Linked DNA regions of Mus musculus: regions 1, 3 and 4 are each linked to region 2. A link is a contact called in public HiChIP or PLAC-seq data. All regions are on one chromosome and are shown on one strand. Each heading gives the region's core, a stretch centred on a gene start, on an enhancer-like site or on the middle of the called end of the contact. The rest is flanking DNA. Distances are from core to core; before and after follow the strand shown.

Evidence for each region. HiChIP or PLAC-seq counts read pairs in DNA pulled down with a chosen protein or histone mark.
Region 1: a contact with region 2 is called in an H3K4me3 HiChIP or PLAC-seq map of embryonic stem cells, with 17 read pairs. The contact joins the enhancer-like site here to the promoter of Fhdc1 in region 2. A contact is called at or near these places in 12 of 39 promoter capture datasets (the 3T3-L1 cell line, the HPC-7 cell line, cranial neural crest and 6 more), 21 of 484 Hi-C or Micro-C datasets (the AML12 cell line, adipose-derived mesenchymal stem cells, bone marrow-derived macrophages and 11 more), 3 of 115 datasets of contacts at active chromatin or transcription factors (embryonic forebrain, embryonic stem cells and stem cell-derived neural progenitor cells) and 5 of 9 other capture datasets (adipose tissue, embryonic stem cells, liver and 2 more).
Region 3: an H3K4me3 HiChIP or PLAC-seq map of embryonic stem cells shows a contact between it and region 2, with 11 read pairs. The contact joins the promoter of Fbxw7 here to the promoter of Fhdc1 in region 2. A contact is called at or near these places in 2 of 39 promoter capture datasets (erythroid cells and neutrophils), 2 of 484 Hi-C or Micro-C datasets (both in embryonic stem cells) and 2 of 115 datasets of contacts at active chromatin or transcription factors (embryonic stem cells and pancreatic cancer cells).
Region 4: a FOXA1 HiChIP or PLAC-seq map of pancreatic cancer cells shows a contact between it and region 2. The contact joins the promoter of Tmem131l here to the promoter of Fhdc1 in region 2. A contact is called at or near these places in 1 of 39 promoter capture datasets (erythroid cells), 1 of 484 Hi-C or Micro-C datasets (erythroblasts) and 1 of 115 datasets of contacts at active chromatin or transcription factors (pancreatic cancer cells).

What each region holds. Positions count from the first base shown.
Region 1 is chr3:84,189,332-84,196,716 of GRCm38.p6, reverse strand. Trim2 (tripartite motif-containing 2) reads left to right here. Exons shown (of 12, transcript NM_001271727.1): 4 at 3,345-3,496; 5 at 4,456-4,636; 6 at 5,481-6,204. Among named protein-coding and RNA genes, the nearest start is that of Gm40078, 36 kb to the left of the region's middle. Within about 2 kb of position 5,821, at least 97 of the 459 cell types and tissues checked have an H3K27ac peak or open chromatin away from gene starts, as enhancers often do. A contact at or near this core is called in adipose tissue, embryonic stem cells, nephron progenitors and 3 more, where this site is marked.
Region 2 is chr3:84,475,076-84,482,544 of GRCm38.p6, reverse strand. Fhdc1 (FH2 domain containing 1) reads left to right here and starts at 3,054. Exons shown (of 12, transcript NM_001205355.1): 1 at 3,054-3,196.
Region 3 is chr3:84,813,636-84,820,260 of GRCm38.p6, reverse strand. It overlaps Fbxw7 (F-box and WD-40 domain protein 7), which reads right to left and starts at 4,684. Exons shown (of 14, transcript NM_001177773.1): 1 at 4,492-4,684. It overlaps Gm35486 (predicted gene, 35486), which reads left to right and starts at 5,828. Exons shown (of 1, transcript NR_165832.1): 1 at 5,828-6,625.
Region 4 is chr3:84,036,342-84,043,478 of GRCm38.p6, reverse strand. It overlaps Tmem131l (transmembrane 131 like), which reads left to right and starts at 3,318. Exons shown (of 35, transcript NM_172681.4): 1 at 3,318-3,502; 2 at 4,094-4,164. The coding sequence starts at 3,379. It overlaps Gm30352 (a long non-coding RNA gene), which reads right to left and starts at 3,258. Exons shown (of 4, transcript XR_867387.3): 1 at 2,568-3,258; 2 at 1,427-1,631.

The DNA of each region.
Region 1 (7,385 bases), core at 4,572-7,071, 290 kb after region 2:
TTTTACTTAGTGACTTTTCTGGGCCAATTTTGTAAAGGCTGTAATTTTTGTCACGTGTGACCACTGAAACTATGTTCCATTAGGTTAGCTTAGTCATCAGCTAGTGATACGACAGAGATCTTCTTATTCAGTAAATCCATTTTCCTGCCACCAACTGTTGAAAACATAAATTAAGAAGAGGGGCTGGAGAGACAGATGGCTCAATGGTTGGAGCACTGGTTGCTTTTGCCAAGGATCCGGGTTCAGGCATGCAAATGACAGCTTTGAATCATCTGCAAATCTAGTTCCAGAGGATGTGGCATCCTCTTCTGCAAGGCCCTGGCAAAATGCTCACACACATAAAGCGAAATGAACAGGTTAAGAGGGCTGGCAACCCAAGAGTGATGGGCTCTGCTCTTGATGAGATTTCAGATTGTCAGTGTCCATGTCTTACTTCAGGCTTTTCTCTTCATAAAACTTTCTCCCCACATCAGCTCACGCCTCAGACTGCCAAGGGCAATCGAACTCAGGCCAGCAAGTACCAGTAAGATGGCACCGTGTTTGAGATCTCTGACGACAGCACAGACTCAAACTTCTAACTAAGCGTTGCCTTGCCTAACCCATTCTACACGGAGGCAGCCTCGGTTGACAGTGGAAATGTGCCAGTGGGTTGGCTGAGCACTGTTAGTGTGTCACACTCTCCAGCCCAGATACTCGCATTAGTCCCCACACCCTGCAGAACCTGAGGGAGGAAGCCTTCACATTCCATTCCTGACTCCTCCACACGGTGATTTCCTGCACTGGTGGGATTTCCTGAGTATTTATTATGAAGGTGAAATATTTGTTATGTATGATCCATAAATGAAAAGTTCTGGTACCATGAACCACCTGCTGAAGGCAAGAAGTGAAAAGAGCCTCAGCCCTCACAGGGTAGTGCCCCAAGGACCACTGGGAGGATCTTCAGCCCTTCCAAAATCGTTCTCCATGGATTCTGGGGAAGACATTTTTTTAAAAAAAAAGTTTACAGAATTTATTGGAATTTTTTAAAAATAATTCCTTTCACCAGCTCTTTGAAAGGCAAGAGTCCTTTTAAATTACTGATTTTTTTAAATAAATAAAACATTTGTGATACACGGCTCATATATTGTCACCTAATATTTGCATTTCCAAAAGTAATTTCTAGAAACTTTACGGTAGAAAATTTAGCAGAACATTGCATTAGTTTTAGGTCCTCCTGTTTCCTGACTGGTGGAAGCAAAGAATATGTTAAAGAACTATAAACAATCTGAAGTGCAGCTCCAACCAGAGAAAGGAAGATCGACTGAGAGGACCCCTTAGCTCACACCTTATCTAGTAGTTTCTGCGTGGTGAACTGGACTGAATCACATGTATTTTAAATAAAAAGCAAACATTCAGTCTTCCCTTGGAAGGTTCAAATTTCCTTTTGAGTTTGCTATTAACATACAATTTAGTAGAGCTCGAGGAGATATTTTGAACAGGAGATGGACGGAGAAAACTTTGGGCTACAATGATACTCAGTGGTTCAACATCTGCCTACCATACACAAAGCCCTGGGTTCGAGCCCCATCCCTGCTCCTAAAAAAGGGGGGTGGGAGAGAAAGAAAGGAAATTTCCAATTTATGGTCCAAGCCTAACAGATCTTCCTATGTGACAAAGCTTTTAAAAATGAATTGATCCCGATCTCCAAAAAACAAGGGTGGCATTTCCAATTTATGGCCCAGGTGTAGTCGGTCCTCAAAGGTCATTTTATATGACAAAAAATTAAAATGAAATACACATTCCTGTAATTTACTATGGTTCTGCATCAAAGTACAATGGTGCATGAAGTCTGAGATTATTGTGGAAATGTTTTGAAGGACTTTTATCTGAACCTGGGTCACTCAGAAAGATTGTTTCCAAAATACAACCAGCTCCAGAAAATACTATCGCAAACAGTGAGAGGAATAAGGAAGGAGTCCTTTGGGTTGTCATGACACGAAACTCTAGAACCATAAGTAAGGACATCCTGTGATTCCACAACCCCAGACCCCGAAGTGTTGAGTACTTGTCAGGACCTTGTTGGTTTCAGTGGCACTGTGAAAAACCCATCATTGGTCAAGCTGGGTCAGGATGCACGCCCTTTTTGGTATGTGCATGACTGAAAACGCCACATAAAGCTCTCCCTCAAAAGTCTTATGAGAATTCAAAACAGGCTTTGTGTTACATTGTTACTAAGTGTCCATCCTTAGTAGGATAAGTGGCTTAATTTCACATTAAGGACAACCAGATGATGTCATTGTCATCACCACAGCAGCTACTAACTGGGAACTATTCTGAGCTGGTACCGAGCATCCTCAAGTTCTTGTGTGTATTAATTCAGTCTGCACAGCAGCCCAGTGGAGCCTGTTACTGTCATGGATACTACCATCCTTCTCTGCTTGACAGAGGTGGAAGTTGAGACTCAGTAGAGTTAGGTCATTTGCCTATGGCCATTCAGGTAAATGTGAGATGGAGCCAGGATGAGAACAGCGGAGTGCATCTTTGTTCAAGCAGTGGCAGTTTTAAATGAAGTTCAGGAGAGCCCCACCCCCACCCCCACCCCCTTGTCCACAGACCTGGGGCGGGGGTGGGGTGGAGATCCACAAGGTGAATACTGCAGTCTTAGCACAACAATAGAAAGGCAGCGTTTGTTTCCACTCTCCCAAGTGTATGCAGTGGAGCATTCCAGGGTCTGTCTGATACATTCTATCATGACAGGATGAATGCAGAAGCAGCGAGGAGAATCCAGCTGCCTTCTGTCCAGTGGAACACTGCAGAGATGCATTGAGATGGAGAGCAATGCCAAGTTCCAACATTTTCATCTTAAGTAACAAATCACATTACTCACCACTCGTATTTAAGTGGCTTCACAATTACTTTTTCATTACATTACATTAATAATGTTTTGTTTCATTTTTAATATGACAAATATCTATAGAAAGCATCCACATATGCAAAAGTACTTTTTTTTGAGACAGGGTCTCACTGTGTAGCTGTGACTGCCTTGAAACTTGCTATGTAGACCGGGTCGGCCAGGCACTTACTAAACTCCATCTTCCTTTGCCTCCTGGGACTAACGACTTCCCCCACCATGCCTGGCTCAGAGAGCCCTTTTGAAGTTCTCAGCACTTTTTAAAAGAGCTTAGAGAGGTTCAGAGACCAAAGTGCTTGAGAGCCATAGCAGTGGCTTTTGGTGTCGCATGCACCTGTTTGAGGCCTGCCATATCAACATTTGGGCACTGTAACCACAGCAGCTTTAGTGACCGGGTGTGATGGGAGAATGCATATGTGCTTCCTGCAGGGTAAGCTCTCTGTGTTACCCACAGGTGATGGAATTTTACTGCCAGTCCTGTGAGACCGCCATGTGTCGGGAGTGCACGGAGGGGGAGCACGCGGAGCACCCCACAGTCCCGCTGAAGGATGTGGTGGAGCAGCACAAGGCCTCGCTCCAGGTCCAGCTGGACGCAGTCAACAAAAGGTACCGTGCCCCTCCAGACTCCCCATCCCATGGGAGGCCTGGCCTGACATCCAGCGTCTCTGAGATGGTAGCTACGGTCATGCTAGCCTGTATGCATAACTAAATCCTATGTTCTTCTTGATCATGTGATCCCAGAAATTCCTGCCTGAAATCAGAGCTGCTGACATACTTCTCTGCCTGTGGTGGTAGCTGGGACAGCTACTCTCAGCCTGAGCCCTGCACAATGGTGCTGAGCAGCGGTTGCTCAAATTTCCTCCTCTGTTTGTCTTGAGGGTTGGTTTTTGTTTTTTCCCCTTTTGGTATGGACACAAATGAATATAGTAGTCATGTCCTATATGAGAGAAACTAAAAAGGAGGTTAACAACCTGCTGTAAAACAAAATAGCCAATAGTCCTACTGTCAACAGTCCTAGGGAGAAAAGCATAGTTGTTCAATGTTACCTGAAGGAACTTGAAAACTTACAAGAGTTCTCCAGGTACTCTGAATTCTTCAAAGTTTATGTTGTTGGAAGAAAAAAAAAAAGATATAGCTAGACACTTAGAATATAGCGGTTCTCTACCATGGGCAATTCTGTACACACACACACACATTTGGTGATACCTAAACCCATTTTAGGTGTCTTAGCAACAGTGTAGGAATATGCTATAGATGTGGAGTAGAGGAGGGAACTCTGTTAAGCATCCTATATGCACAGGGCATCCTCTGCTACAAGGACTATCTGGCCATAACCGTTCCGCCAAGACCTTTGCACCATCAATAGTTAACCCAGATGGTTGAAGGGAGATTTAAATAGAGGTGACCCTGAAGGACTCACTTGTTCCTTCATGTTTCCTTTTAAAGGTGATGCAAGCAGCATAGTAAAAAGCGCTTGCATTTAGAGACTGAAGGTATAGGCAGGCTTTGGAGTATTCCTAGGTAGAAGTTAAATAATGACCACTAACAACTCTCCTGTCTCTCAGACTCCCAGAAATAGATTCTGCTCTTCAGTTCATCTCAGAAATCATCCATCAGTTAACCAACCAAAAGGCCAGCATTGTGGATGACATCCACTCCACCTTTGATGAGCTGCAGAAGACTTTAAATGTTCGCAAGAGCGTGCTGCTCATGGAGTTGGAGGTCAACTATGGTCTCAAACACAAAGTAAGGCTCTGCAGTCCTGCAGGCTTCTTGGGGGGGGGGGGAGTGGGGGTGACTGCACTCCCAGCGCCTGCTTACTGCGTTCTAACAGTGGCGGTAGCAGGAATGGACCTACACCACTGTACTTCCTGGGGACCAACAGTGCCCTTTACATTTAGTAGATATTCAACCAAACTCGGATTCCGTGAACTTTCTGTCGCAACTTATAGTTCTCCCTAAGGAGAGGTTGCATATAGAAATGCTTTCAGGGCTTAAGGTCGCCTGGAATGTTTTCCTTCCTTAATTATAGGGTGGAGGAGCCTCTTCACTGCTCTCTCTCTCACCCACACCAACCTGTTCCTCAACTTCAAAGCGAACCTGACTGCCGCCTTTGTTTGGCTCTGCAAGTCTGTTCACCAAGCCAGGGTGGAGAGCTTCGGGTATTCAGGTGTAGAGACTTCTCAAATGGTTGGGTTTTGTTCCCTGAGGTCGTGACTGGCAGCTCTAAACGCTAGGGAAAGGCCACTGGGTAATGACTAATTCGCATCAAGCAGACAATTTGTTTGCTGTTGGTAGCGTCCTTTCTTCTCTTAGCCCCAGGTAAACAGATGACCTAAGAAATGCACGTGTGGGTGAGAGGCAGGGTGAGGCGGAAGGGAAATCTCCAGATGATACTGGAAATGCAACTTAGCGTTCTGCATGGGTTCACTGGGTTAAATGGAATGCAGATGGTTCCGAGCCACCTGAGTGGGCGGGCGTAGAGGTTGGTTCTTTTGGGAGGAGGGCTCTGCCCCAGCTCCTAGCCAAGTGTCCTGCAGGCTGCACGGTGTCCTGTAGGAAGCGCTCGTTGCCTCTGTGTCCCCGGCAGGTGCTGCAGTCGCAGCTGGATACCCTGCTCCAAGGCCAGGAAAGCATTAAGAGCTGCAGCAACTTCACGGCTCAGGCCCTCAACCATGGCACGGAGACGGAGGTGCTGCTGGTGAAGAAGCAGATGAGCGAGAAGCTGAACGAACTGGCGGACCAGGACTTCCCACTGCACCCGCGCGAGAACGACCAGCTGGATTTTATCGTGGAAACGGAGGGACTGAAGAAGTCTATCCACAACCTGGGGACCATCCTCACCACTAACGCGGTCGCCTCTGAGACGGTGGCCACGGGGGAGGGGCTGCGGCAGACCATCATCGGGCAGCCCATGTCCGTTACTATAACCACCAAGGACAAAGACGGAGAGCTGTGCAAGACAGGCAACGCATACCTCACCGCTGAGCTCAGCACCCCGGACGGCAGCGTGGCCGACGGAGAGATCCTGGACAACAAGAACGGCACCTACGAGTTCTTGTATACTGTGCAGAAGGAGGGGGACTTCACCCTGTCCCTCAGGCTCTACGACCAGCATATCCGAGGCAGCCCGTTTAAGCTCAAGGTCATCCGCTCTGCCGACGTGTCCCCCACCACCGAGGGCGTGAAGCGACGAGTCAAGTCCCCGGGGAGCGGGCACGTCAAGCAGAAGGCTGTGAAGAGACCTGCCAGCATGTACAGCACCGGCAAGCGAAAAGAGAACCCCATCGAGGACGACCTGATCTTCCGAGTCGGTAAGGAGTGGGCGCTGTCCCCTGACTCGGTGGCTAAGGGGCTACCTGGCAAGCGCTCCTGCCAATCGGAATCCTGCATTTACGAGCAGGTGGGGAGCTTCTGGTTATTTTGTTGGGCTAGTTTCTGTAGGCTCTTCCCAAATGTTTCTTCTTCCGTTTCCTCCTTTCTTTCCTCCTCCCCTCCCCCCTTTTCCTGATAAATGCAGCCAGTGAGAAGCTGAAACAAGAAGGGGGGGGGGCAGGGGCGGGAGAAAAACCAACAGTACAACGACAATTTTTTAAAAAAGATTCTCACTTTGGTGGGTGTGTCTTTGGAGGACTCCTGTCTAACCCAAATGCAAAGAGCCTTGCGTCTGGCAAATTCTTGTATTTCTGTGAAATCTGTGGGGCTTGGGCGGTGGCAGTCCCACAAACGGAATTCAGATACCTCTCTGCCTCCACTCCTGCAAGGAGTGGGAGATCTGTGGGGGTCAGTCCACAGGGCAAGCTGTGTGGTCAGCCAGCTGTGCAGAGCTGGAAAACAGTGCCTAAGACCTCTGGGTGGAGAAGGAAATGGGTTTGGGCGGGGCTGGGGATGAAGCCCAGAGGTGTAGCCTGGGCTCAGAGACCGGAATGTGGTTGCCCCTCCCTCTGATTTATTACCTGGCGCTTTTTACCTATGTTTGTTTTCACTGCTTGGCTTCCCAAGAGGAAGCGACCTAAAAGTAAACCAAAAAAAAAAAAAAAAAAAAAAAAAAAAAAAAAAAAAAAAAGGGCATTCAGACATTCTTAAGGAAAAGCAAAGCTTGCATTTTGTTTCAGAAAGGACCTGCAGCCTGCCTCGTTCTCCTCGTTCTGTCTTTACCCGCAGCCTGCCTCCCCTACTCCCTCCTGTGTCTACATCACTGGGCCTGAGAGTGCTACTGCACAGTTTGTTAACTGACACACCTAGAAAGGAAATAGACTTTTCTACCACAGAACTTCAGAAACTAGGAATCTGCAGAACTGCATGTGCGCTCGGGGAGGGAAGGAGTAGGAGACCATGCTGGCCATCTTTTCTCACCATCTATTCTCCTCAGACTGCCTGGGGCAACTCCGGCTCCTTGGCTCCTTGGAACATTGTGAGCCGAGTTGCCCTGTTAGTTCTCAAGGCTGAATCCCGGTAAAGACTGTGGAATGACACGTTAACTTGTCCATTCGGA
Region 2 (7,469 bases), core at 1,805-4,304:
GACCACGTCACTCTAGAGTTAGTGTGGTGACACTGGGACTTGAACTTCCCAAGCCAGCCATGAGAGAAAGGAAAGAGGGAAGAGCGATAATGTGAGGGGAAGGTGGGTTGTCTTCCAGGCATTAAATCTGGACTTGTGTCACCATGAGACGGCTGTGGATCTGAGTCGCTGGCATAACTGACAACAATTGGCTCTCATTTTTCTGGGCCCCTTCCAAGGATGGAAACCCAAGGCCATGTGTATTCATTTTTACTGCTTTTCTTTCAAAAGGGCACCCGGATTCAAGTCAGAAGCGATCCCCATGGGATTATAATGGACAATAGATCAAGGGTTGTAAGAACCTTATGACTGCACTCAGGAAAAGAAGGGTCACCGGGGAGGGCCAGAGATGCAGAGGGAAGGCCTGTGGGCCAGAGCAGAAGCTGGAGATCAAAGGCCAGAGGAGGAGGATGGGCCACAGGGCTTGACTCCTCCAAATCGGCCTTTTTCTTCTTGGAAATCTCACAGTGTTGCCAAGGCTGGCTCTGGACCTGCTCGTCTCAGCCGTCTGGGACCACAGACTGGAGCAGAAAGGGACTAGTCTTTCAGGGCATGTGTCCTACAGTGTGAGCGATGGAGGGAGGGGACCAATCTCAGACTAAAGAAGGGGACAGGGGGCTGGCTTGGTGACCCATGCAGATCTCTGTGATTGGAGGGCAGCCTGGTCTGCAGAGTGAGTTTAAGGACATCTAGGCCTAGAGGGAGAGAGACAGATCATGTTCCAAAGCACCAAAAATAATAAACAATAAAATAAAAAGGGAAAGGCCATGCTCACACTGAATACTCAATACTCTTTTACCTGAGTACCGATCAATATTCATTTGAACTAACTTGTGCTCCCAGCCTGAGACCTGCCTTGATATTTTCAGTGTTTGTGGGTTGTGAACTATATTAATGGCCAAAGAACCAAGATATAGGCTGCCACAGTTTTGGGGTCTTGAATACTGGGCTGGTTTGGACTAGTACTTCTCTTTTCCTATGCAAGACCCGCAGAAGGAGGCGAGGAATGATGCCCAGGACTTGAGGACCTGGTGGAGTGTCTGGAAGTCCTTAGACCCCAGAGCTTGGGAAAGGAAAGCTCTGGTCGGTTATCTGGGCGCACCCAGAAAAGGGTAGGATGACTTCATTCCCGCAGAGGGCGCTTCCCCACCCCGGCAGCTGAGGTGCCAGCAGCCGGTTTGTCCAGAGTAAGTTTTCTTTGACTACTCACTTCGCTCTCTGCCTGGCGTCTTCGCAAGTCACTTTGAAAAAAAAAAAAAAATTTATGCGATTAGACTGACTTCCCTGTTTCCTTCAGTGAGTGGGCGGGCTCTTTCCCAGTTCCCAGACAGAGCCCCTTCATTCAGTTCTGCTAGGCTTTTTTTTTTTTCTTCTTCTTTAATAAAGCTCAAAAGTTTGTTACCATCATTGAGACAAAAGAAAATAAAGGAGAGGAAGGGGAAGGGAGGGAAGGGGAAAGAAAGGGTGGGAAAACAAGTGGGAGAAGAGACGTGCTCCACAGGGGATCAGACCTCTACACCGCTCTGGACCTCCTGAGAAGCGCTAAGCTCCAAAGAGAAGCTGTGGAGTGGAGCGGAGGTGTGTGAATGTGTGTGTGTGATATAAAGGTGCATGCGTGCCTACGAATGTGCGTGGGGTGTTCTTGCGTGTGCGCGGGATAGGGTGTCCAGGAGACTGCCGCAGAGGTTCCTTTTGTGGAAGGCGGTGACCTGCTCAGTAGCGACCGTGGCGCCTCCCACTTCGCTCCATTAGGACACCAAGGCTCATCTTTTCCCTGCAGCAATTTCCATCGTCCTCTGTGGTTGCCCGCCCAGCCCCGAGCTGGTCTTCAGGTGCCAGGAGCAGCGTGCTGGGCGGCGGCTTTCGAGTCTCGGGAGCCCGGAGCTGGCGAGGGCGAGCTCAGTGGCGGTGCTGTTCGGGTTGAAGGGGGAGCGAGGGAAGCAGCAGAGCAGGAAAGGGCGTGCTGTCCTTTGCGGCCGGCTGGAGGAGCAGCCGGGTAGGCAGCATTGTTACCTGCAGCGGCCCCGCCCCTCCGCACCGCCCTGCCCCCTCACCGTCCCCGGCCTGCAGTCCTGCGGAGAGACGGCGGCGCCGGGACAGCGGGCGGAGGCTGCGCGGGCGCCGGGAGCGGGGGCGCGGTGAGTGCGGGACGACGGGAGCTAGGGCCCGGGCTGCCAGGCTGGGTTCGGGATGCTGGGCTGAGCAGCGGCGCGGGGAGGATGCGGTGAAGCGCGAGCTCTGTTCCGGATTCCGGGGACCTGATCCTGGAGCGCAGGCCCTGTGCCCCGAGGCGCATATGCGCCCGACTGGCTCGGCATCGGACCCTGAGCTCGGTGTAGCGCTGTCCGCGGGTGGGACCTCGGAGGTTTGATTAGCTTTCGTGGCACTTATGCGGGTCGCGCAGGTCACAGAAGTCCCTTTTAGCGAGGACTCGCTCCTGCTATAGTGATGTGGGGGTAGACTTCCAATGACTGCACACCTCCCTGGAAGTTCACCTCCGAAGTGGCGTCGGCGCTTGTGGAGTGGCGGGTTGGCAGTCACCCATGGTCCCCGAGCGTGACGGTTCCCCAGCCCCAGAGACTCCTTTTTGCGTTTCTGTCGCGGGTTCATTCCCCCTCTCTCGGTGCAAAACCGCAGTGCGGCCGAGAGCCCTTCTCCCAGGAGCCCACGCTGGGGACTACACGGTATCGCCGCAGCGGTGGTCCAAGCGGCTGGCGGCCACTGTTCCGTGAACCACGAGCTCCATAGAGAGCTGGGACCCCGGTTTGGGCGGGGAAGCTTGGACAGGACGAGCCACCCCCGGTCGGATAGGCACAGAAGAAGCCCCAGGGGTTTCGCGGCTGGCCTCCATGGCCTCTGAGATGGTCCGAGACTGGAGAGTGCGGGGCACTCATGGAAGCTGAGAGTCCATCCTTTCCCGGGAGGGTTGTCCCTACTGTCCCTGCTAGGGATCCTGCGTGGCGCGTGTGGGCGTCTCTTCGCCGCGGACGCGCGCCTTCCCGGCCCAGATAAGGCGGCCTCTGAGCTAGTGCGGGGACCGCCCATTCGAAGCTCGTCTGCTGTCCCGGGATCCTGGGCTGCGCAGCTGCGGGACGCTGGTAGCCTCGGGGGGCTTGGGCTAAGCGCCTCGGGAGCCGGCGGAGCCAAGGGCCTTTTGGTGAGTGGATTCGCCAAAGCGAGGGGCTAGAGACCGAAAGAGGTAGTGGGCAAGACTTGGGACTTCGTCCATCCTGACTGGAAAGAAATCTTTCTGGGTGCTCCCTCCCTCCCCTGTTCCGGGCGAGTTTCATAAAGACCTGGAGCTAGTGTTTAAAGAAATTCTACTTTGAGTTGGACACCCTGCGAGCACCCTCTTTAGTCCCCGTTGTCTTCCTGGAGCTTCTGTCTCTCCGAGAGCATCCTTCGGCTCTCCTGGGCCTATTCTTCCTGGTTTGGGAACTAGGGGAGAAGAGACTGGAAATGTGCTATCAGAAACAGGCAGCTGTGAATGTTTGTTTATGTGACGTGACAGATTAAACCTGCCGTCGTGGGTACTCTAGGCCGGCTGAAGGGCCAGGTAAGACTGCTGCTCGCAAACTGACTGTATTTCTTGATCAAGAAAGGGTTTGAAAAGACAGGTCGAGGTGGAGAGATGTTCCTTAAGGAGTGAGTAGAGAGAAGAGAATAGTATTAACGAAAGGCGGGAACTTCCCCCAGCCCTCTCTCTCTTTTCCCAACTAAGAATACTGTGTATGTAGCTTAGCCTCTTCCTCAGTTCCTCAGGTGGACGGGCTGCACTCCCAGCTCAGGCTCATCTGTGACACATGTCAAGAGGCAAGAGGAAAGCCATCTGGCTCTGTGTCACTTTTTATTACTGTTGAACAGAGCGTGCAGACCCTCCTTTGAGAAAGCTCTGGTTAGAGCTAGGGGCCACACAGCTCTTCCAGGAACCCTTAGGAATGGTCTTATTCTAACCCTGTGTGCTGGCTGATCATACGCTGAAGGTTAAGTTCTTGATCATAGCATCCCTCACTGAAATTGGAGTTAAAAGATGCTGAGCTGAGCAGCAGAGCAGCATCCCCAGCGGGAGGGACAGTAACCCCACCTCTGATGACCGGTGGTGGTTATCACTCAGCAGACTTGAAGATGGGTTCTGTCATCAGAAAGCCTATTGGTGACAGCTCTGCATTTAACGGCCTCCTCGCTGTAGGGGAGACGTTAAATACAAGCCTGCCTGTGTTTGTCTTAGGGAGATTGATGGGATAGTTGAAGGTTCCCAGACAGAATCGGGGCTGATTCCATTGTCTCTGCTGCCAACTGCCAACTGTGAGAGGCAGGGGACCATGTCATGTGTCGGGGTGTTTGCATCACCTGCATTTCTCTCGGTGTCTTTGAGATTGTGTGGAGTCATCTCTATTATGGAAAGTATGGTAGAATTATTTTTTTTTCCGAGTCCTCAACTTTAATACCACGTGTGACTGTAAAGAGATGGGATGCCATCTGTGCCCTTCTTTTCTTACCACCTCTTTAACGTTGGTAACCCTGCCTAGTGTTAGTAGTAAGGATGCAACAGGAACAAAAGCTCTTGCTGGTGAGCCAACTCTCTAGGTAGAGCTAGGATCTTTAACAATTATGGGAGGGGGTTGCCAGAGAAAGGGACCAGGGACAGAAAGCTACATCCCCCTTTGTTCCTTTAACTCCTTAAAGTGACTTTCTTCTCTCAGGCTGGGCAAGAGTCATAGAATCATATCAATGCAAGTTCATGTGTGTCTCTTCTTAACTTCTGCTAGCTCTTATCTGGTACTTCTACTGTGCACAGCACAGTACTCAAAAAACAAAAGTCTTAGTCCTTTGGGGTGTGGGTGTGAGAAGACAGTGACTGGGGATATCCCACTACCTTTGATGATTCAGTTTCTTCATTTAGTATTTCTACAAAGGCACTGAGGGGTTAAGGCTACGCCTACTGTAAGCACCAGAAACAGAGTGAAGTCTTACTTTCCAGACCAGTTTTTAGTTTACCCTCTTTTCTATCCCCTTGCCCAGTGCTGGGGATCCAGTTCAGGGCTCTGAGGTAGAGAACTTGCCTGGCATTTGTGAGGTTCTGTGTGGGTGGGGGCGGGGTGGGGATAATATAGAAATACATGGGTAGCTATGGAACCGGAAGTGATTTGGAGAGTTAGAAACTTTAAAAGGGTTCCTTTATGCACAGAAGTATATAAAATGTGTGAGAATAAACTGCCAAAATTACCTGTACAGTCTTGAAAAAAAGAGTTCAAATGTAACCATAAACTGTAATTGACAGTGAGTCATGCCAGCTTTAGGGGTGCCAGCTAGGAAGACAGCCTGGTTATGCCCCTAATGATAATTATGAAAACTCCTCTAAAAGCCAGCTCCATCCTAGTGAACCAGAAGTCAGCTCAGAGGCATCCTTGAAACTCCACTGACGTAGAAATCACCTAGCGGGGACAGCTGAATGCACCGATGCCATTGAACTCTACGTGTAAAATCACGAGAATGGTTTCTTAAGTGTCAAAATAATAGTGGGAAATGTCATTTTCTGTTCAGCAGTTAAGTTGTCAGGGGATGAAAACACCCTGAGCACATGGGTTGAATGCCCAGGTCTAAAGTAAAGAAAGACAGGGCTATTTGATGAGCATTTGAGGAGGTTTGCCTGGCTGACATGCATAAGGGCCCGAGTTCAATCCCCAGCACCATAAATTAAACAAACAAACCTTGGACTGTTAACTATTTCATAAAAATATCTGTCCTATATCATAGAGACGATTTAACATGTGGTCACTGAATTTTTTTGTTTGTTCTTTTTGAGACAGGGATTTTTGTGTGTGTGTAGGACGGGCTGTCCTGGACTCCATTAGTAGACCAGGCCGACCTTGAACTCACAGAGAACCGCCTGCCTCTGCCTCCTGAGTGCTGGGATTATAGGTGTGTGCCCCCGGCCTGATGGCCACTGAATATTAAAAGAGGGGGGAAAAATCTCACAATTCACAGACTTTGGTAGCAGAGTGAAGGTATTAACGTGCGTTTCTAGCAGCCAGAACTTAGGCATTTCATCTGTAAACTCAAGACACGCTTCCTTTTTAAAGAAATTTTTAATTGTATGTATGAGTGTATACGTGTACATAAGTACATATATGTAATGTGTGTGTATGGGTGTATGTATGTATACTTGAGTGCAGATGTTTTTGGAGTTCAAGTGTCAGATCCCCTGCACCTGGAGTTACAGGGAGTTATAGCCACTTGGCCTAGGTACCAACTCCTCGAAAGAACAGTATTCACTTTTAGCCACTGAGCCATCAATTCAGTGTCCCTTTCCCCACGTGTTTTTAAGTCAAATATATTATTTGTGAAGATGAAGGGAAGCTGTGCATATGAGCAATGATTATTAGAAAAAGTTAGCTACATTCCTGCTTTTGCACATTTTTCTTACCCAAGCCCATGGAAAAGCCGTTCTCCGATTTCATAGCTGAAGCATGCTGAAATTGAAGTGAGGTCAACCACCCTTCTCAGATTGCAGCTCAAGGAAGTGGCAGAGCTGGCCTCTGAGATGTTTCTAGATGTTTCTAGACTCAATTCTTGCTCCCCAGGAAGTCCCACCAGTTGTGTGTACAGTGGTTCATAATGTCTGAATTAATGATATCAGGCGGTTCATGTCTGCCTAACCAAGTGTTGTGGGATCCGCTCGTGTCTGCAAGTTGAGGCTCTAACAGCGATGACATAAGTGGATAATTAGAGCCAGAGAAGTCATGTCACACACTGGGACACTGTACGAATGCCTTCCGTAGGTTCCTATCACTCCCTGGCTCCTTATGAGAAGAAGTGAAGCTATTTTGTTTTGAATTGCGTTAGTAATAACCAGTATATAGCCAAAACCAAACATCTGTAGGTCCATGAACATACAAATCTTCAAGATAAGTGAGTTGTACGTATAAGGGCTAGGCATGTGGTGGGCTTGATAGGGACAGTGTGTCCTTGTACATCTCCTTTGCTAGCAGTGTCAGGAACTGAAGTTGCAGGTGACAAGTTTCCGGCCTCTTGAAGAGTGGCTTTTCTAGAATCCAAGGTGACAGCATCTGAAGGGGTCAAGGGAGTCAGTTAATGTACTGTAATTCTGTGGAGGAGAAAATGGAAGTCTAGTGTGGTGACATAACCTGTCTGGCACACGTTCCTCTAGTTGGGGGAAGCGCATCACCCTGTGGAACAGGAACATGGTGACCCTGGCTCCAGGGAAACAAGCTGGGCCATTCTTGTCTTCTTTAAGTGCCCTATCTGCTCCCTTCAACATGGAAGATGCCTTTTGACCCAGTGATGGGCGGAAACATGTCCAGACTGGAAAAAGGCAGGGTCACTAAGCACCTAACGCCTCAGCAATTTGGGCAGTTTCCCCAAGGGCTGGTATACACCGTCCAAGAACGCCAGGAAGCTCTTGGTGA
Region 3 (6,625 bases), core at 3,435-5,934, 340 kb before region 2:
CTCTGGAGTCCTCTGGTACTAAGACACACAAAGATACAAAACTTCCAGCCTCTCATATAAATAGCATAACTATCAAGGCAAAGAATATTGATGTTACCATTCTCCATCAGAATCCCGCCATATTAGTAAATCACGTTAATCCTAAAAGGCTGTCTTTTAAATACACTTAAGCATGTCTTCACCCATGGAAGAAATGGGCCAAGTAGCAAAAGACCCCTATATTGCAGATATTCCAATCCCTATCTACTCACCCTAAAATAATTGTAGACCCACATCCTTGTTTAAAAATATCTATTCCAAGAGATTACTGCCAACTGGATGCTCTCTTAAGAAGCCAAAGAAAAACAATGAATTCAAACAAAGGATCATAATGATTACGTGTTTTTATTCACAATCTTTTATCCTTATCAAAGCCAATACCAAAAGCTAACCATAAAGATGCCTGAATAGTCTTTTTTGTTCGTTTTGTTGTTGTTGTTTTGTTTGTTTTTTTCAAGACCAGGTTTAGCTGTGTTGCTTTGGCTGTCCTGTAACTCACTCTGTAGACTAGGCTGGCCTTGAACTCAGAGCTACCTGGGTCAGATTAAAAGGCATGTGCCATCATTATCTAGCTTGGGTTTGTTTGTTTGTTTGTGTTGTTTAAATATTCCTAAATTGTAGGCTCTTTTTAAGTTTATACAAAAAAGTATCCCTAATACTTCTGTACCAACACAGGGATGTCCCCCCTAAACACACATTGTAGGGACACAAAGATGCACATTTCTGAAGTAAGAGAAACAGCCTTCCCTTTCATCAATGTTTAGCCCCACTTCATTAGTATTAAGACCAAGCTTAAGATTATAATAATGAGCCAGGCAGTGGTGGCGCACACCTTTAATCCCAGCACTCAGGAGGCAGAGGCAGGCGTATTTCTGAGTTCGAGGCCAGTCTGGTCTACAGAGTGAGTTCCAGGACAGCCAGGGCTACACAGAGAAACCCTGTCTCGGGGAAAAAAATTATAAAATGCAGGGAAACTGTAATGGCCTTCCATTTTATTTATAAGTTCCCTAACAAGGTCCTATGTTTTCTGAACTTATCTATCTCAGGATCTAAATGTGCTATTGAAAACCTTTAACTACTTCTAAAACAGAATCCCATGTCCTGGGACTGAATGGTCATTATGTTACAGACTGCTCCTCTTTCCAACTGTCATTCCCACTCACCTGCGAAGCTGATCTTCTGGGGACTGTCTCTCCTTTTGATAGCTGTGCTTATACCAACACAAATCTGCTTCAGGTCCCAAAATTTTAAATTCATTTTTCAGCTCTTAATTTCGTATCAGTAATCTCAGAAATATAAAGGCTTAAAAATGACTCCCATCTACCTACACTGTCAGCATATTACTCAAACTATTTTGCAGTCTTGAAAGCTGCACGGGGTAGGTCCTAAGGATGTAGCTCAGTTGGTAAAGTACCCGCCTAGCATGCACAAAGGCCTAGGTTCCATCCCCAGCACTACAAAACAAGAAATGGCAGCACACACTAGTACATTTAGCATTCAGGAAGTCCAAGCAGGGTGGTTACAAGTTAAAAGGTACACAACAAGTTCAAGGTCAGCCTGGCACAAGAGACAGAGACAAAAGAAGAGAAAGAAAGTGGAAAAAGTTTTAAAGAGAGAGGGAGGAAAAGAAAAACAATGAGCTAACACATGAACTGTACAGATACCTAGCTCTTAACCCCAAATTCAACATCCAAAGCAAAGCCTGCTACCCTGTTTCTGATTTACTCATAAGAAACTAGCATCATGCTAAAAAACATTCAAAACATTTCCTTTTTCGTGTCTCCTTCTGTGCTGCCCCCTAGATGACCATAATATAAAAATGTTAGTCTCCTAATGAAACAAAATCCTAAAGCCAGTATAATGTCTGTCCTAAAATATAATTTCTCCCAATATCCTGAAACTACCTTCTTTGGAACACTGTTTTCAAATTCTCTTATACAAGCACAAACTGACCTTAACTCTAGTCAGGAACTTCCCTCCCTCAGTAGGCATTCCTACCAAGCTAACTTCCTAATTAGATCTCATCTTTTACTTATTCTGACGCTAAGCCCTTAACATTTTGTTTGTGTATGTTCTTTTCTTCCTGAAAGAGCCTTTCCAAGATTTGGCTCAGACACTCCAATTATTCCTGGGTCATCCAAAATCAGTATTTCCCTAATAAAAATGTGCAACTGCATTCCCTGACACAGAGTGATCTTATGAGTAATAATGGTAATATATGTCCCCTTTCCTACATTTTTAAGAAATGTATTTCTTTTTACTGCTACTACACTACTACTACTACTACTACTACTACTACTACTACTACTGCTACTACTACTGCTACTACTACTGCTACTACTACTACAACTGTACTACCACCACATGTCCACACATACGACACAGGTCAGAGAACAACTCTGTATGGTTAGTTTCTCTGTCCACCTGTGGTTCTGGGCATTAGACAGACTCCACGTCCTTAGACTTGCAACAAGCAGCTTTACCCACAGAGCCTTCCCACCAGTTCAACCTTTCCTAAAGTTTTGTGCAATTTGTAGTTGGTTGTCTCTGTCACCCTCAAAAGACTGAAAATAGCAAATGTCTTGTTATTACTACATTCAGTAAAGTACTTCCATAATTTAAAACCAATTTACACACAAAGCAGGTCCTCTGATTAGATGCAGTACAAACTCAAAGTACCACTCTCCTCCTTTCCAAGAAGCAAACTATTAAAGTCTAAGTTTCTCAAATATCATCTTTTTCAAAACTGGAATATATGACTTTATCAGGGTAGCAAAGTAAGGTTAGCAGATCCAAAAACACGTTTTATTCTAAATCTAAAGTTAAATTTACCATTCAATATTTTCATACTAATTCCCACTTAAGCAAAATTTAAAGTGTCTCATGAAATCATATGAAGAACAAAGTATCTAACAAAAAAAAAAAAAAAAAAAAAAGGCTAGGAGATCCAAAAAGAGGGCAAAGTTATCCAAAGAAATGAGGGTTGGGGGAGGGAGCTACTCAAAAAAGCTGTGACGTGGCTGGCAGTCAGGGCACATACCTTTTAATCCCAGTCAGCACTCAGGAGGCAGAGGCAGGTGCATATCTGTGAACACTAGGCCAGCCTGATATACAGAGATAGTTCCAGGACAGCCAAGGTAACATAGAAAAACAGTCTTGAAGAAAAGAAAAGTTGGGACAGATGATAGTAGAGATTAAACAAAATCTATAAAAGCAAGGTAAGGTAAATTCACAGTGTTTTAGCATTCCTCAAACAAACTGTATCCTGAAAGATTGAGAAGGCTGGTCAAAGAGAAATACATTGCTATATAATGCAGAATGATAAACTTGGAGGTTCATTATTTAAAAAGAGGAGGGGAGAACAGGTCCCAAACATGAAATGTGAAAAACTTTCAAACAAATTTAATCATGACCCTCAATGGAGAAATTAAGATGGATGGATGGGTAGATAAATTGATACTCCCAAGTTTCTAGTCATTTCTACAGAGCATCTTTATTCTGCCCACATTTAGCTGTCTGGATAGACCAGAATTCCAGTCTTAAACTACTACCTATGTTCCTTGCTACATGAAATCCTACAGTACGTTAAGCCTTAGGATGGTCAGCTTAACCTACATATGTGAGCATTACTTTTCTATACCTCTAATTTAACACTCAGAGTGCTAAATGTTTTCCTAAAAGAGTATAAAGTCTCAAGGTCGACAAGTAGAGCCAAATAAAAACAGCTGCATGCATGCCCTTCCAGTCCCTAGTAGAAACCTAGTAAAAATGTGCTACCACTTAAAACATATTACTCCCTCTCTCCCTCAACACAGAGAGAGAGAGAGAGAGAGAGAGAGAGAGAGAGAGAGCGCTGCAGCAACTTTTACGAAATGGTAATTTATTAAGTGCTCTCCCTGAAATAAGTTTCAGTGGGTTGTGCATCTTAGGAACTCGGATTTTCCTGAGCCAACTGAAACATGCAAGCACCCTACACATCGGACTCTGTAGACCTGGGAAATAAAGCGTTGGGGGCACCAAACTCCCCTATGCACTAAAATGAAATCTGGTCTTCCCATCCAAGGCAACTTCAAAAACAATAGTTAGGAAAGGAAAAAAAAAAATTAAGGGTTGATTCAAGTGATTCCCACGTGGGAATCCATGGGAGTTTCCCTGAAACAAAAACCACTGCCAGAATAAGGTTGCCAGGAAAAGGCATGGGACAGAGCTGGCCATAGGCTTTCTCAGTTTAGTGTCCAAAAAGGTGCAAGTGTCCACTCTGGAGACACAGCTGCTCTAAGAAAAAACTCCGAGTACTTGCATTACTCCTGCAAACTGACACTTTCTCCTATTGGTAGAAAGGAAAGGTTTCCACTGCCAACCCTCCCGAGGAACAGCCGAACTCCAGCATCAAAGCACCCACCCGCTCCCACTTGTCACCTTATAATGTCCCCCTCCCCCGGGTCCACTCACGCTTCAGAGTCGAGCGGTGGCGCTGACAATGTGGCTGGCTCCCTTCCTCCTTCGGGCTGAGGCGGGCAGCTGCGGAAGGCTGGCTAGGCGCGGAACTGAGGAAGAAGCGGTGCTAGCGTCGCTCCACCAAGCAGCTACCCGGGTCTCTTCCGCGCTGCTGGGATAGAGGCGGCGGTGGCGGCCCCGCTCGCTCACCGCTTTTTCTCTTCCTGGGTCCCTGCAGACTGTGGTGGCTTCAGCCCGTCCTGGGCCACTTGTCCCGGGACAGTCACGATCAGAAAGCTCGAAGATTTTGTTTGGGTAAAGTTTCCTCTGGGCGGAGGCTGCAGCCGGCCCCCCAGGTTCCCCCCCGGCCCCACCGCCCTGGGGGGCTGGGGCGGGGAGGGGGCGCCGAGAACTCCTGGAGTCCCGCCGAGGAGCCGGGGTGCGGCGGCAGGCCCAAAGAGAAGCCCCCCCAGAGGGGGTGGAGGGGAGGGGAGGGGAAGGAGAGGACAGCGGCGCCGGGGCCGCTCACCACGCCGCCGCGGCCGTTTCACATCGGGGTCCCCGCCCCCCCGGCCCGGAGGTGGCTCCTGGGCTGGGGGCCGGGGTTCATACACTCCGCTATGGGATGCTACGGCCCCGGGCGGCTGGTGTGGACAGCGGCAAGGCTGGGGACCCGGCGGGCTCGGATCGGCGCCGCCCCCGCTCCCGGCTCCCGCATGTGTCGCGGCGGCCGGGACCCCCTCCCTACACCTCGGGGGGTCCTTCGTCCCACAGTCCGGGACGAGGCAGAAAGCCCAGCCCCTCGCGGGCGTCCTCTCCCGGCTGAGCAGCTACGAGTCCCGACCCGCGGCAGCCGCCTCCCTGCCCCCCGGCCGCGGGCTCCGGCTCGGGCTCGGGCTCGGGCTCCGGCTCCGGCTCCGGCTGGGGCTCCGGCTTCGGCGTGTGCAGCAGCCGCTGCCGGCCGGGAATGTAAGGGGGGGAGCCGACGGCGGCCGCGGCTCCCGATGGCCCGGGCTGCGGCAAAGGTCTTGGCGGCGGCCAGTGCACGGATGCCGGGTCTCTCGGATGCTCGCTCACTCACTCGCTCTCACGCTCTCCCCGGCGGCGGCGGCAGCGCCCGAAGCTCAGCTTCTGTCTCTCTCTCGCTCTGTGCGGGGCTCTCGCCTCACTCCACAGAGGGGCGGGAGGAGAGTGGCGCCCAGCGATGACGTAAGTCGCCTAGCAACCGCTCTCCTCCCCCTCCCTTCCCCTTCCTCTCTGCGCCTTCCTCTCCGGGCCTCTTCTCCCCATCTCCAGCCACCCCGCCCTGGGAGGCTGCGGCGCGTTCTGATGACGCACCAAGGGAAGAGGAAGTCGCGATCTGCGAGCGGGTGGGTGCGCCTCGGGCCGCGGGACTGCTGCTGCTGCTGCTGCTGCTGCTGCTACCGCCGCCGCTGCCGCCGCCGCCTCTACGGCCGCGTCAGAACTGAAGAGAGGAAGGGGAGGAGCCCAGGCGAGCCTAAGCTACCGCCTGATCTTACCCCTGACCCTAGGGCGGCGCGGAGAGGGAGCTCTGTCGCCGTTCCCTCCGGGGCAGGTGCGGACTGCTCCTCTGGGAATGAGGAGGCCCGGGATCGGGCTAGGGCGCGCAACACCCGAAGGTGAGGCTTTTGGCCCGGAGCAGATCCTGGAACCGAGAGACGGCTGGAAAAGTTAACCTACAGCCAGTGGCTGCACCTGCTCCCGGGAGCGAACGTCCCACCCTTCCCTTGGCGTGGGGTGAAACCTTGCGCCGCATTGTGTGTAGTAGTGCACTACGAAGGTTTGATGAGTGAATGAATGAATTAATGCCTCTAGCACAGCAATAGCGGGACTCAGAGGTGATAGTGGAAGCGCACGCGTTTTGTAAGTTGAAGCGTAGAAACAAGTTGTACTACATCTCCCTCCTCACCCCCACCCGCCCCCTGCCACGAAAGAAAAAGGATGCCGTTTCTTCAGAGTCGCAACTTCAGAGTTTTGTGGGAAAGGAGGCGAATTGGCAGGACTGGGGAACAGGGCTGAAAGAGAATCAACATCTAGGATATTATTTAGGGGATTTCTATGTTTTCAAGGGGCGAATGTAGTCGAGCCCCCTTTTAAAAGTAATTCTTGCTTGTTTGGATTTTTTGGA
Region 4 (7,137 bases), core at 2,069-4,568, 440 kb after region 2:
CTACGGAGTGGATAATTTATAAAGAAAGAAATGTATTCCTAACAATTCACAACCTGGGAAATCTAACATACCTAGTTTGTGCCTGCAGGGAGGGCCTTCTTTCAGGGCAGAGAATTCTTAATAATTGTACACACTGGAGGCTTCAGGAGGTAAGATGGGGTGAAGTTATAGCAAGTGGCTAATGAAGTAGCTCATCAGGTAAGGGCTATTACCTCTAACCATGACCCACAGTTCGGGTCCTGGGACCCACATGGTAGAAAGAAAGAATGATTTTATGGGCTATCCTTTAACTTCCACACATACAATCGCACCGACATACTCAATAAATAAATGTAAAAATAATTCTAAAAAAATGGTGTAGCAAAAAAAAAAAAAGTGCCTTTGAATCAAGGAATCAGTTTGCATACCAGGAATGTAGGTTTCGACCCTATTTGTGGGAATTTCCTTCTAGTCAGAGCTGAAGCTTAGATACCAGTGGCTTAGTGAAACTCTTGGTCTTATTTCATTGGGGTGAGGCCTAAGACTGATTGATGGGCCAGCAGAAGGTTGCTCCATGTATAGGAATTATTCCAAGGTTGGAATGATAAATGAAATGTTAATCAACAGCTAATTCACACATTTGCCTATTAGTATCAAATTTAACACTTTATAGGTATGCCACACCTCCACAATGGGAATAAATTGTAGTACAATTTCTAGCATTTCTTGAGTACCTAATGGCAGATGTTTAGCATGCCTTATCTCACCTCATCTCCACAGTACTTCCTGGGACTTAGCATGGCTAGTCTTCTCTAGATTAGGGTTGTTGGGTTTACCATTTGAGTCAAATTTATATAGGATGTGTCAAGATACAATTTGTGTATAGACTCGCTTTTCATCTGTACTCTAAAAAAAAAAAGTTAAAAAACATTGTTAACATCATGGATGTTTTAAAATAAGAACTGATATTGTCATTGTGGTTTTGTGGTGCTGAGGATCAAAGCCAGGGTCTTGTGAATGGGGCAAGGGTGGCGCTACTGAGCTACATCCCCAGCCTTCTTTTCCTTTTCAATGTTGAGGTAGAGTCTCATAAAGTTGCCTAGGTGGTCTTTACATGTCCTCTGCTGCCCCTAGGATGGCCTGGAGAGTTCTCTATTCTCCTGCCTCAGCACTGTTAACCAGAGTTCATAGGCCTGGGCCACTAGACAGAGTTGAGGGTGAGCTTTTTGTTACTGTGTTTTGCTTTTTGTTTTTAGTTTATGACATAGATTTAACAACAACAACAGAAGCTAAATAAAAAGAATAAAGATTTTCCTCAATTTCTCAGCTCTAACAGTCTGTGGCTCTGTCATTAACAGGGATAGCAGGAACACAGCACAAATACATAGGTGCTGTCTTTGGAAAACAATTTTACCTTGAAACATGGGAGCTGCTTATTGGACCATACCTTCCTGTTGCTCGTGAGTCAGCACGAAACATCCCTCCAGAGAAGGCCAAGTGGGTCAGATTTATCTAAGAAGACAGCTGTGTGGTCCTGGATCCTTCTCCAGTCTCGTGGCACTGCAGATACACGCTTCTGGCTTCGTGAATAACGGTCAGTTACCCACTTTGTAAAGAACCCAACACGGAAGTAGCAGTCTGCCCTGGAAAACCTTTGGTAGGAGAATAAATGAGAGCAGACTCAAATATGGCCTACGGTAATATTCCTCAGTCTTTTAAGTAGTTCTCTTTGAGAGTGTGATACTTTTTTAATGTGAGATTTTATTAGTAAAAAGGTAAAATAATTTAAAAATCGGTGGAGTTTTGCATCATGACTTTTAAATTATACCTGTCAATATTTGCTTGTTTTCTTAGTATGGGTTTAAAATTAATTAACATTAAAATTAACATTTAATATTTACATAATAAATAGTAAAAACTGAAACACCTAGTGTGGGCTGAAACATGTGTTGGTTTTGTGGTACTGTGACCTGAACCAAGAGCTTTGCATGCGATAGCCGGGACATACCATCGATTTTCTGAGACCCTTGAATGCAGTGAGGGAATTTCAGTATCCGAGGGGCAAATAGAAACCCAGAGAAGTGAAATGAAGAGGAAAAAAAGGGTCCAATGGGATAGGACAGGACATCCTTGCCAGGGATGCACCCAAGCAATCTGGGGGGGGGGGGAGTAAGAAATAATTGGAGCTGCTCAAGTTGGACAAAGCAAAATGACATTTCCATGTGGACATTTGCTTTTATCAAGTGTTAAGTATGGCAAAGAAATCAGGTGGTTTAACCTCATTTAGAGTTACATCCAGACAAAGAGATTAGGTTCACAGTATGGTATTATGAAGAGAGCATCCATCATTCATATTGTCCTTGACCAACATCTGACCTGCTATGAGACTACATTTTTTCCCATAGTCTAGACTGGAAGGCTCCAGAAGCAATTAAACAGAAGATCAATGTAAGCAGACAGGTGTACACCATCACTTCCTGAAGCTCACAGTCTCTGAGTTTCATACGAGCTACGTTTGCTGCACACAGCAAATCAACTTAAAAAAAAAAAAAACAGAGGCAGAAAATAAATTTCCAAGTATGACTTACACTACTTATTAATATTGTTAACTGGCAGGCGATCTGTGCCCTCCACTTCAACTACGTTTAGCAAGTGGCTGGCTCACTTTTGCAGTCTGATTCTGCAGGTCCATCTGCAGGGCTCTTGAAGGTCTAACCTAAGCTCTCCCACCTGTCAGGATTTGGACCGTCTCCACAGAGGGCGCTGAGCGCATTACCGCCACGCGGCGCTGAGGTCAGCCTCTCGGGTGTTGGGAGAGCTTTTTATTCTAAATTACAGACCTCGCAGCCACCGGATATCCTCGCTGCATAACAGGCAGTAGCTGTGCGGCTGCACTCGCGTTTCCTGACAACCACAGCAATATTTCCACTAATATCCTGTTCAAGGCCAAGCGCTGGGCTACGATTCATTCCCAGGACCCCTCCCCCCGGGGGGTTAGTGCCCCCACCGTGGCCCGGGTGTCATCGACAAAGAGAACCTCATGAAAGTTCACGACAACACCCTCTCCCCGTGGGCCGCGAGCCCCAGCCCCCAGAGTCAAGCTTCTGGGGGCCCTCGGGCACGTGCTGCGCGCTGTGAGCGTTCGCATTGTCTTCGTCCCTCCGCTCCCCGCCGCGTTCCATCCCCTTCTATCTGCGGAGCACACGCGCTCGGGAGCAAGCGGCGCGCCGGCGCTGAGCAGCAGTCCAACAGCTGCGGGGGCGGGCCCAACAGCGGGGGGCGGGCCCGGAGGCGGGGCGGGGCCAGGGCGCGGGGGCGGGCCCGGGGCGCGGCCTGGCGGCCGCGGCGCCACCAAACAAGAGAACAAGATCGCTGCGAGCGAGCGCGGCGAGCACCAGCATGGCGGGGCTCCGGCGCCCGCAGTCCGGCGCCTACCGCCGCACGGCCGCTGCCGTGAACCTTCTGCTGGGCGTCTTCCAGGTCCTGCTGTCCTGCTGCCGTCCGGGAGGGGCTCAGGGACAAGGTCAGCCCGTCGTCGGGGCTGGCTGTCCCCGCCGCCCCGCCCCCCCTTTCTTTTAGGGAACTGTTGAAATCTGTGAGGGTTCGCGGAGGAAGGGGACTCGGGCGGCTGGGGAAGACGGGCTGCTGCAGCCCTGCGACCGCAGCGTCCCCTCGGCGACTCTAGGCCGGGCCAGGAGCGGGCAGCGTGGGGCTCAGGGACCGCTAGCCGCGCACGCCCCGGAGCCTTTGTGCGCGGGCCCCTGCGCCCCGGGCGCATCCCCCGCTTTGTGTGGCGCGCGGGTGCCTCGCCGCGCCCGGCTTCCTGCAGCTTTGTTTCCCCCAGCCCGGTGGCTTGGGGGTCGCGCCGTGCTTGGTGCGGCGGCCTCATGCCCTGGTCTTGACCAAGCCCGCACGCCCTCATCTTCTGGACCCCGGGGTCCGGCTGGGCATTGTATTTGCATCCTCGGCTCACCCCTCGGGTGGCCTGCCCTGCGAGGGGAGAAGGAGACTTGTTTGGGGGCAGGCGGTTGGCACGAGGGGACGGGCGAGGAAACAGGAAGCGTTTCTTTGCCGTGCATTACAAACGCGGTGTGTTTTTTTGGTGTCCGTGCAGCGTTTGAGCCCTTGCCGAACGTGGTGGAGCTGTGGCAGGCAGAAGAAGGGGAACTCCTGCTGCCCACTCAGGTGAGGAGGACCGGTGACAGGGCGGGTGTGGGCGTGTGAGGGAGGAGAGGCCTGGAGGTTGCCGGCCTTCCCCCCAATGGCACAGGAGCGCTCGGGTCACTTTGCAAGGCAAATAAACGGTCGTGCCGAGCCTGAACACCTGGCAACGGTGGCTCTTCAGCCTGGCTCCCGCGCCATGTGACAGGGTGTGAGTCAGGGCCGCCCCAAGTTCAGAAGGTGGGTGTCCAGGCCACCTCAGCAGGGTTGTGTGTCTCACAGCCTTGCGCCTGGCTAGTGGCGACTTCCTTGGCTCGTTAGTGGGCCAGGGTGGGCGGAGGACTCGCTTCTGGGTCTCCACGGCTGTCTCTAAGCAGGCGGGTGTGGTGTGGATGGCAAGTGGCTGGAGGGTTGAACACAATGGGAATATTGATTTCATAAATGTTAGTGAGTGGTACTTTGCCATTAGCCTAAGTAGCTTTGGGATGAAGAAGTGACTTTAAAGGAGTATAATCTTGGAATTTCTCCAAATGTCTTTAATTCCTGTTAGAACACACCCACTTAAGAACCTGAATTTCAGGTTTTTTCACCCCCCTACGATGATATAATGATTACATGTGGAAAAATAATTGCTAACGTTTTATTGGGAATCTGTAGCATAGAGGGCTTCAGGCTGCAACGGATGTGGTACTGCAAAGCTTTTGTCTTGAATTGCATGTTTCAGTTATGCAAGAAATTCTCACTGACTTGCAAAAGGTACCCACTTACACATAATTTTGAAAACATAATCTTGATGACTGTTTTCACCAGCAGTGTAGTAGAGACCCCAAATGCATTTGGGGGGTGTGTGTTTGCAGTGATAAGAGAACATTAGGCTTGCCTGTTTAAATTGTTTATTGCTTCCCATGCTGGTAGCAGCATTAAAATCAGGATGTTGAATTCTAACTTCTCTGCAGTCTCAAGGTTTACTGTTCTCCCTCTCACTGAAGCGGCAACAGTGCTGGCTTTGAGATATTTGGAATATTCATTTTGACCAGGGCCAATGAATAACAGCTTACAGGCAGAGGTGATTTTTCAGAGACACTTCCCCAGATCTTTCAGGAAGGCCAGCAGGCTCCAGGAGACCCACCCTTTGAGAATAAGCCCTGCTAGCAAGTAGTCCTTTCTCCTAAATGTATATTCCCAAATGAATTTTTAACCCTTGATTCTAAATAATACATCTGTTTTGAAAAGAGAGGAAATAAAAACCAAAACCGGGGGAAAAAAAAACCCACAAAAAACAACAAAAGTCTCAAAGCCAAAATCAGTTGTAACTTTAACTGAGACCCTACACTTAGCACTTGGTGTGTTTACTTTAAATAGTCCTATTTGTGAATATCAGTTGCTTAACAGTAGCACGAGCAACCTTTGACCCAGAGAACTCTTCATTGTGGGGGCTTCCCTGTGCACTGTAGTATGCTGAGTATCATTCCTGGTCTTGGCACCTTGGATACTGTGACGCTTTGACTATAGTCATGATATACTCTCTCTCTCCATTCTGGGTGTTTGCTATTGTTTTAAAATAAGGTCTTGCAGTGCTGACTCAGAGTCCTCCACTCAAGCCATCCTCCTGTCTCATCCTTGAGTTAGCTAGAGCTACATGTCTTCCCTTGGACCTGGCTCCAACCACCAGTTTTTACCAAGTGAGAGCGTCTCCCAAGTGTCCCAGGAAGCAGAATTCCTGGGGGCAAGATTTACTGAGGTACCTTTGCTTTGGGGCTCAACTGAAGCCTCTATGTCTTAACAGGGCAGCGATGGAGGCAGGAAAATAAATGATGGGCAGTCTTTGTTTCTGCTTGTGTGGAAGATAGATTGTGCTCAGGAAGGGAAATGACAAGGCCTGTGGTAACATTAATTACATCATTTATAGGCTTAAAAGTTATCTTATAAAATGTCCAGTTTCTGGCTGGATTTTACTTACGTGCAAAAATCATAAAAATGGTTAAGATTCATGCCTTTAATCCCAGCACTTGGGAGGCAGAGGCAGGCGGATTTCTGAGTTCGAGGCCAGCCTGGTCTACAGAGTGAGTTCCAGGACAGCCAGGGCTACACAGAGAAACCCTGTCTCAAAAACAACAACAACAACAACAACAAAACCCAAAAAACCAAAACCAAAACTGGTTAGGATTGAGACTGTGTCACTCCAGAATACTTCCCACGGTGACGCTGAGAGCTAGGGTGTTTTAATCAACATGGAGTGAAAGTGGAAGTGGTGCCGGTCTGCGTCTATCATCTCTATATGTGTGCCCTTTAGATACTGTGCCACTGTGGTACACTGCATGGGCAGGGAGGAGGGGGGTGTGTCTCTTAGATACAGAGTGTTCTAAAGAAGGTCATTTGGAAGGAGTTCTCTTCCAAGAACTTAGAATTATTTTCAAAAGTTTTCTTGTGTATGTCATAAGAGTCTGGAGAATATTTATAGGTGTCATGTAAATCTTATACCTTCCATTCAGGAAGACCAGAAAAGGGCTTTGGAGCCTAAAAGTTGTCAGTGTGAGGTGCAGTTGGAATGTCAAGGTGTAGTGTTCAATGCACAATAGATTTGCCCAAATTGATTACTTATAGTTACTTATTTGGAAGTGTTCTTTTTTTAAAAAACTTTTTTTTAATGGAACTGTAAGTGATTAACAACTTGTTATTCATCATTCATAAAACAAAACAAAACAAAACAAAACCAAACCATGGCCAGTCGTGGTGGTGCACGCCTTTAATCCCTGCACTCGGGAGGCAGAGGCAGGCGGATTTCAGAGTTCAAGGCCAGCCTGATCTACAAAGTGAGTTCCAGGACAGCCAGGGCTATAGAGAGAAACCCTGTCTCGAAAAACAAAACAAAAACAAAAAACAAAACAAAAAAACAACCCCAAAAACCAAAAACCATGAAGTTGTTCAGTGGTGGTGCATGCCTTTAATCCTAGTATTTGGGAGGCAGAGCCAGGTAGATTGCTGTGAGTTGGAGGC